Regions from separate parts of the Hordeum vulgare genome. Here all the other regions are linked to region 1. Evidence: chromatin contacts called from public Hi-C data. All regions are on one chromosome and are shown on one strand. The core of a region is the stretch at or near the end of the contact, and the rest is flanking DNA. Distances in the headings are between cores, read along the strand shown.

Region 1 (2,765 bases), core at 109-2,608:
CAGGTCGATGTAGGACGGCGACGTCCAAAGGTGGGACGATGGTCCTTGGTAGGAGGAACGCACCTGCAACACCTCCCCCCACGCCGACGGCTCGCGCTCTAGTGACCGCAGCGGCGTGGGGCACCAAAATCCGACCCCCACAGCGTCGGCCATGTCCGTGGTCGTGCACGACCAGCTCCACCGCTGGCCCACCAGGCCCGGGTGGAACGAGGCGGCGGGCTACTCCTCCAGCACCTCCTCCTTCACGTCCGTCATCTTCACCTCCAGTACAGCCACGTCGTCAGCCGCAGAGAGGGTCAGCATGGTGTCCAGCCCCACCCATTGGCGCTCGTCGTGCGTGTTCTTGGAATCTTCCAAAACACGTTGAATGAGCTGGGCCTCCTCCTCCTCTGTCATGGGAGATGACGTGCCCGCCACGGGCTAGCTGGACGACGAGCAAAGTATGACGCGCAGCGCACGTCGTGCTCGTCCTGGAAACAATGATCGCACAAAGGGGATTCGACGGCGTACCTGGGTCGTAGTATAGGTCGTCAGGCAAGCGGCGGCGGCGGTCGATCCCCCCGCGGCGGGTACGGACGCTCATCGGGATCGGCGGGATCGACACCCGATCCGCGGACAGATGCGAGTTATTTGGTAGGTGAACGTCGCTCCAGGGAGTGACGTCCTTGTTTCCCAATAATGTGGGCATACATCCACGTGGACGTACTACCGGTCGCGCGCCGTGGCGGGCGGAAGGGCGATGGCGAATGCAGGCGGTGCGGGGGCCCTTCGTGGAGCTGGTGCGGGCTCTGAGCTGGCGGTGTGGCAACGGCCGGAGGACGAACCAGCCTCGTGGTTCTGCGCCCCCTTGCGGCCGGTGCTCCACCACACTATGGCTGCCAGCGGCCGGAGAACTCGAGGAAGGGGAGGGCAGAACTATGGTTTGGGTGTCGGGTTTCAAGGAGGCACTAGGATTGGAGCGCGAGCATGAACTACGACCGGTCCACGACTTCCTATTTAAGAAGGACGACGATCGCTTGCTTCGGCGGATTACAGATGGGACCGACCAACGTGTGCAATTAATTTGGACGGTGGGAGGTAGGTGGCCGCGACCCCGATGCAGACGAGAGACGCGTCCGCTCGCTGTGCGTCTGGACCCAAAACGGACGCATGTTTGCGTTTGAAATGGATCGGACCTGAACCCAAAACGGACGCATGTTTGCATTTGAAATAGATCGAACCGGACACAAAATGAATAAGACGGGTCCAGAGACCGTATGGTTTGTTTATTTTATTCCAAACAGGCAGGACCAGACCGGATGGGGTCGTGCCTAGAGTTGCTCTAAAAGACCGTAGTGCCTCGTACCTGTAGCATTATTCTTTTCCTTTTCGCAAAATCCCACGCAGTGGCATTGCCCTCGTTGCATGGGCATGGCGCGCACAGAGGTAGAGCCCCCGACAGACTCGACCGCGGCTGCCAATCAAGCGGTCAGCCCGGGCGTCACCGCGCCAGAGTTGACGCGCTCCCCTCCCACACTCAACCACCGTCACCTCTGTCCTCTCGTCAGTAGGTTCCTCCAATCTTGATGTCAGCGCCCCAGAGCAGAGTACTTGCGAGGCGAGCAGCAGGACGCTGGAAAAGGAGTGGAGTACGTTTCTGAATTCTGAATCCCGGCAGAGGTCCCTGATCGCGGCGGTAAATTCCGTCAGATCGCGGGCGCCCCCGCGAATCCCGGCCCGGCCGGCTTTGCTCTGTCCGTCGTCCCCCGGGAGACGCGCATGGAAACCAGTGTGCGTCCGTGGACCGTGCTGCTTCGTGACGTTCGAGTGACCCTTGGATGGATTCGTGGCGTGGCCGTTGCGTGTGCGCTTGCGCTTGCTTCTCGTCTGCTCCATAGCCTGGGTTTCCTCCCGACCGGCGATCTTTTACCCGACGACGCCTCGATGGGGAAAGTGCCCATGCTGTGGACGAGCACTCCTCCTTTCTCTGTGCTCGGCTGGTTGCAGCAACGACAGAACAAGTTTTGTAAGATTTGAACATTTCGGCGACAATTTTCAAAAATGAACTATGGCGACGCCAAGATTCCATGCATGACTCGCCGCTAATCCTATACAAGTTGTATCACGTATAGGATTATACACACCCCAATTCACTAAGCGCATCTCCAATGTTTTGCCGCAAATGTGCTCCAATATCCGTTCACGGATAGAGGGACGAGTCCGCGGACATGAAACTAGAGCAGGCCATTCAACGTTGTACCCATTACATTTTAAGTCGGGTTTTGACTTAACGGACTAAATTCATGTAAACCGGTTCATATTTATCAAAGTCGGGTTTTGGCACATTGTTGTCTCAAATTTGATGTCCAACAAGTTTTTCAACAAATCAAGTCGTCTCACACATATTATCCCTTAAAATTCTTTCAATAGTTTGTGTACGTAAATGACCGTTCCTCTGTCGTCTAGTACATCACGACAACTTGTATGGGCCACACAATGTAAATAGCATTGAATGATGAATGATTCAACCAACAAGTTAAGAAATAAGAAGTGAAACTTACAATCTTTTTCTCTACCGCGTGCAATGACCATCTTGCCTTAAGTGAGCAACTACATGACAAAGCTTGATGACGATGGTCATGATGGCATATCATCGATACCATAACGATCTCACATTGTGATCATGGATAATGTGGTTGTCGTAGGGCGCATTGTGCTTCTATTCGTGAAACGATTCATGTACTTGCTGCCAGAAGGTCCCCCCTTCACTAGTAGAAAACATGGCT
Region 2 (2,765 bases), core at 200-2,699, 380 kb after region 1:
CAATGATATAGCAGGTGTGTAGGATTAGAAATAGACTGTGAATTGGTGCTACAACATTGTCCCTTGAATATTTTGACTCCCTTCCTAAGGTAAGGCCACGAATGCATGCATTCTTTCTCTGTTTCCTCTTATCCATTTTTTATTAAAAATCAATAGAAGAAACAACATCGTCAAAGATTTGGTATAAAAACATCAGGTCATCAAACCCCATTTGAGTATAATTTTCTTGGCTAAAGATTAAGATGATGCGGAGATGCGTGCACCCTGCAAAAAAACATTCATTGCGTCCTTCATGTTAGTGGAGGAAAAACAATATTTGTGTTCTCTCAAAGATATGATAAGTAGAGCAAGGGTGTGATGATCATATAGATAAAGGAAGGATGACGAAGATTTATATAATGAAGTGGAGCTGAGTTAAAAACAAACCCATGTGTAGATGAACAAAATAAGATGGAAAATTATGCCTTAGTACGTGCGGTAATTGGAAGCTTTAGTTGACATGAGCATCATTTTTTCATGAAAGGGATGCGAGGGTTTGTTTCTCCCGTTGCAACGCACGGACATTTTTCCTAGTATAGATAAAAGTAATTAATGTTTGCCTCAACTGCTTTATACCATTCCTCTCGGTTCTGAAGTAGCATTTGTCTCATAGCCGTAGTTGGAAACCAAATCTAAAGTTCCATCTTTTCTTGGAAAATAAAATTGTGGCAGTATCGTATTGTCTTACACAATACATACTTCTGCTTTTTTACACGACGGAGGTCAACGTTATTAATGGTCATGGCTACCAGCGTGATGCCTTCTTTGACGTCTCCATTGTTACGAACTCTGAAAGGCTATTTCTTTCATTGTGATGCACGGACATGTTTACTAGTTCTATACTTCTATACTCAACCGGACTAAGGCCCTGTTTAGAACCACAATAGATTATGATAATCTGGATTATAAAGATAGATTATATAATCTGATTTATAAAAATAATATAAGTGGACATGTTTGAAGGCCAGATTATATAAACTATAATTCAGGTTTTACATTTCATAATGACTTGTTCGCCCTCTGTTTTTAAAAAAAGAAGAGGGTGGCGGTGGTAGGAATGTAATTAACTTAAATTTTACAAGGATAATGGATCATTAGCAATCCATAATCTGATTTTAGCTGGGTTAGGATAGATTATAAATTTTTAATAATCTGTTCATTTAATTTTTATAATCTATACCGTAATCTGTCCTGTTTGAAGACAAAATAAATTATAAAAACTGAATTATATAATGTGAGTGGTTTCAAACAAGGCCTAAGAGAGACGGGCAACCAAACTCAGTGCCGAACTTGAACCGGACACAAAACCTATTTTTACTCAGCCAGGCTGAGCTGGGCCACAGATGCAGAGGCCCATAAATGATCGTAGTCAACCCGTGACTTATCGGTCGGAAAGGAGGCCCGTTGCACCACGAGTCTAGGCCGAGATAATAGCACTATTCGTGTTCTGCGGTGCGCCAGTCTAGGCTCTAGGGTTATACCCAGCCGCCGTCAAGCCGGCACGGACGGAACGCCGCCGCCCTCGAAGACCGACAAGGTGAGGCCCACGCTTCGTCGCTTGGCTGCTGCCCTCTTTCTCTCCTCGCGTACGTCGTAGGCTGGGTCTGATGTGCCGGATTGATTGCCTTGATTTTCAGGGGCTCGTTAACCTCCCGAACTCTATCCAAGGCAGCTGATTTTCAAGATCCGCTGTTGTTCTGCGGGTGGAAGAGCGTCCCTTTTACAGGGATTTGGCAAGACGGCGGTTGATTTTGAAGGCCGTGAGATGATCCTTTTTACAGGCTGCAATCCCCTCCTCCACCAGCAATAACAACGTGTGGATGTGGATTTACCACGCGGTCGCACATACTCGTAAATAAATTATATAGTCCGTCTTCTTCCAGCTTAAATCATTGTGTCAACGCGGTCGTCGGGCTGTTGTGTGTACGATCCGGTTTCATCTCAGAGAGAGAGAGAGAGAGAAGTCGGGAATTCTCGACTTTTGCCTCCTCCTCGTTGTCAGAATATTAATACAGACGAGCGCTCCGGAAATAAAAGACAATCGCTTTGGAAGGCATACTGGACTCAGAGGAGGTTATTATTCGGTTTCATCTAATAAGACAAGTCCAAGATTCTCTACTTAGATTCTGGTCGGTTTAGAGCATCGTAGTTCTCTCATCCTCTCTGAATAAATAGAGACCAGAGCTCCCGGAATAAACGATGAGCGCGTTGTTCAGGGCTCCCTGGACTCGGAGGTTATTATCCATGGAGTCTGATAGTCCGCACCGCCACGTAAGTTCTTCTTTGCTAGCTGTTCTGCCGACTGTTCATCTGTCCTATATTCTGAAGTTCCAAACAAACGATCTTACACATCACAAAAATGCACTGTTCTTGCTAGAGATGATGCAACGATTACTTATGCTTAGTTAGAGCCTTTTATTCTTAGCATGTTGACCTGACTGTATCCATGGATGATATATATTCTTGTTGCAGAAAGGTGAGGAAGATAGGCTCAGCGCGTTGAGTGATGACATTTTAATCTCTATCCTGGGGAGAGTCGACCTTGCCATGGCAGCAAGGACTAGTGTGTTGTCAACGCGGTGGAGAAACTTGCCGTGGCTACTTCCTGATCTCAAACTTCATGTCATGGACTTCTTTATTGCCCCATGCACAGGGGCTGCACACATTGATCAAGCAATGGCGTCTCTGGCAAGAGCCACTAGCAGCTTCTTGGCTCAGCCCTGCAG
Region 3 (2,765 bases), core at 192-2,691, 280 kb before region 1:
ATACATGGTGTGTGGGAGTGCATGTCTAGCTATTCGTTTTTCCAGCGATTTATTTTGCTAGCTCTTCTTTTTTGGGTTAGTTATTTTATTAGTAAAATGTGAATATTAAGAGAAAAATGAAATCTATGAACCAACCTGTAGTTGGATAGTTAAATGATAATGGTATTCCAGCCCACTAGAGTTTAAGTCGTGACGATGTATGTTCAGTGGGAGGAGACGTTTTCGTCGACGACGAGGCACCTATGATGATTTTGTAAATCTCAAGATAATATGATGCCTTATTCTTTAGGAAGTGTTCGCTTGCGTATGTACTATGTTAAAAAAACAAAAAAATGAGACCTTTTAAAATGTTATCCACTTATCCAAAGCTGACCATTAAAGATTTCTCAAAACGAAAAATGTTCACAAAATTTAGAAAATGTTTGTGTTTTTGCAAATAGTGTTTATGACTTCTAAAAATCATGATTTTACAGTAATATTCAAATATTGTTAAAATGATGAGGAATTTTCAAAAATATTCACTATTTGTTTTCGAATTTGTAAAATATCATAAATTTTAAAAAATGTTGTCAGATTGGAATAATTGTCTCGGATGAAAAGGACGCCCCTCCAGCCCTTTACTGCCCATCTGGTGTCACTGGGCGGTTCCTCTACTAGGGAACGTCCAGTTGCAGCGGCGGTTAAAGTGATTATTTCTTAACCGACGCCTGCAGTGTTCGGTCATGGGCCGGCCAGCGGAAGGAAGGTTTTTCTGGTTTTGTGTAGTTTCTAGAAACTTTCTATACGGTTTTATTTCATAATGGTTTTGCAGGACTGGGTTTTCTTCCGTTTTTCTCTTTTTCTTTTTTTGTTTCTTTTCTTTAATATTTTTCTTATGTTTTTTCATTTCCATTTTATTTTTATATAACTTTTCATGTTTTGAAAAGTGGAGCCTTTTCTTCTTAACTTTTTTCAAACCAACAATTATTTTCCAAATGAATGAACCCTTTTAAAAAATTTCCAAATTTTTATTAAAATTCTATGAACTTCTTTTGAATATCAATGGAATTTATTCAAATTTTGATGATTTGTTTTTAAATTTGACGAACTTTTATTTGAAATGGATGCATTTTTCAAAAATGATGAGCTTTTTAAAGATTTGTGAACTTTTTGTTCAGTTCAACAAAGTTGCATAAACTGTTTTTCAAATTCATGAACTAATTTTGAAAATTCATGAACTTTCTTCAGATTTGTAAACTTTTTTCTGGATCACAGTGATTTTTTTTCGAATTCGTGAACTTTTCAAAATTTGTGAATAATTTTTTGCTTTCATGAAATTTTTGTGTTCACGTATTTTTTGTGTTTTTCTATTGAAAATCCTGCCCCGTACTGGGCCGGCCCATTGTGCAGGGCGTGTGGGCGCTGGTTCTCCTAGCCGGCCCTTAAAGCACCGACTAGGAACTCCCGTAGGTTTTGCATAGGCTTCATGAGGTAGTGCCGCGATCTAGGCCGACACGGTAATCGTTTCTCCTATCCTGGGGTTTTCCGGTTTTGCAAACCTTCTATAGATTCCCAGCCGGTTATTTTGGTTTTGCTAACCTTCTAGAAGGTTTCTGTACCGTTTTTTTCCTTTTTATGTTTCAATTTCTATCTCTTTTTTGTTTTTTCCTGTTCCTTTTCTTGTTTTTCTCTCTTTTTATGATCTCTTTTTTCTTCCTTCTTCTTTCCTTTTTATTTTATTTTTTTCCTTTTACATTCGTTTTTTGAACATTCGTTTTATATAAATATTACAACATCCAAAAAATCTTCACAGTTTGATATTTGTTCGGGAACTTTTGTATTTTTTCAAAACAAAATTCATGTTTGAAAAATAAAATTAGAAAAATATTCTTGCTTTATAAAAATTTTAATTAAAAAAATCCATTTTTAAATAATTGTTCATAACTTCAAAAAATGTTCGGATTTTTATAAAGTATTCTTGTTTTTGTTGTCATTTTTTTCCTTTCCTATTTCTCTTTTTTGAGGTTTTGTGAAATTTGTTCTGAATTTCAAAAAATGCTCTCATGTTCGAAATTTGGTTTACAATTTTTATTTAAATGTTTGCGCTTCAAAAAATAACCTGGAATTGCAAAAAATGTTCTTGCTTACAAAATGTGTTATATTTTCAAAATTGTTCTCGTATTTAAAGAACGGCATAATTATTCAAAAATGCCCGAGTTTTGGGAAAATGTTCTTGTTTTCAATTAAAAATCGTGATTTCACAAAAATATATATCGTTTCTAGTTTTCTTTTTTCCTTTTAGAAAATTGTTCATGATGTTCAATGAATGTTTTTGTTCATTCTCAAAATGTGTTCACGATTTTCATAAAAATGTTTGTGTTTCAAAGAGTACACACAGATTTTTTAAAAATATATATTTAAAAAAAAATTTGTTCACAATTTAAGAAATATGTTTGTCCTTCAAATATTTGTTACGAATTTCACAAAATTTCACATTTTGAAACAATTATTTGTAATTTCAAAAAGTTTCCCCATGTATGAAAATTTGTGCTCTTTTAGGTACAAAGTTTAGAAAAATTCGAAATCTTACGAAATCATAAGTTTTCTTCCTGTAATTCAGAAACTCCCAATTTTTTGTAAACGTGAACATTTTTTTGAACTTCCAAACAAAATTAGAAACACGAATACTCTTTTGAAAATTGCAATCAGGTTTTGAAAAAACATTTTATAAAAGTCCCAAACAAATTTGCAAACACGAACATTCGTTCAAATTCCCCCACATTTTA

What was found. A called contact is a pair of places that touch in the nucleus more often than the background predicts.
Region 2: a Hi-C map of seedling shows a contact between it and region 1, with 3 times the contacts expected there. The contact joins the promoter of LOC123429461 here to the enhancer-like site in region 1. A contact is called at or near these places in 2 of 6 Hi-C or Micro-C datasets (leaf and seedling) and 1 of 1 datasets of contacts at active chromatin or transcription factors (embryo).
Region 3: a contact with region 1 is called in a Hi-C map of seedling, with 2.5 times the contacts expected there. The contact joins two enhancer-like sites. A contact is called at or near these places in 2 of 6 Hi-C or Micro-C datasets (leaf and seedling).

What each region holds. Positions count from the first base shown.
Region 1 is chr2H:42,819,439-42,822,203 of MorexV3_pseudomolecules_assembly, reverse strand. No RefSeq gene overlaps it. Among protein-coding and RNA genes, the nearest start is that of LOC123429467, 97 kb to the right of the region's middle. Within about 2 kb of position 1,358, at least 2 of the 3 cell types and tissues checked have open chromatin away from gene starts, as enhancers often do. A contact at or near this core is called in seedling, where this site is marked.
Region 2 is chr2H:42,440,001-42,442,765 of MorexV3_pseudomolecules_assembly, reverse strand. It overlaps LOC123429461, which reads left to right and starts at 1,449. Exons shown (of 5, transcript XM_045113496.1): 1 at 1,449-1,576; 2 at 1,677-2,310; 3 at 2,512-2,765. The coding sequence starts at 2,239.
Region 3 is chr2H:43,095,552-43,098,316 of MorexV3_pseudomolecules_assembly, reverse strand. No RefSeq gene overlaps it. Among protein-coding and RNA genes, the nearest start is that of LOC123424742, 64 kb to the right of the region's middle. Within about 2 kb of position 1,441, at least 3 of the 3 cell types and tissues checked have open chromatin away from gene starts, as enhancers often do. A contact at or near this core is called in seedling, where this site is marked.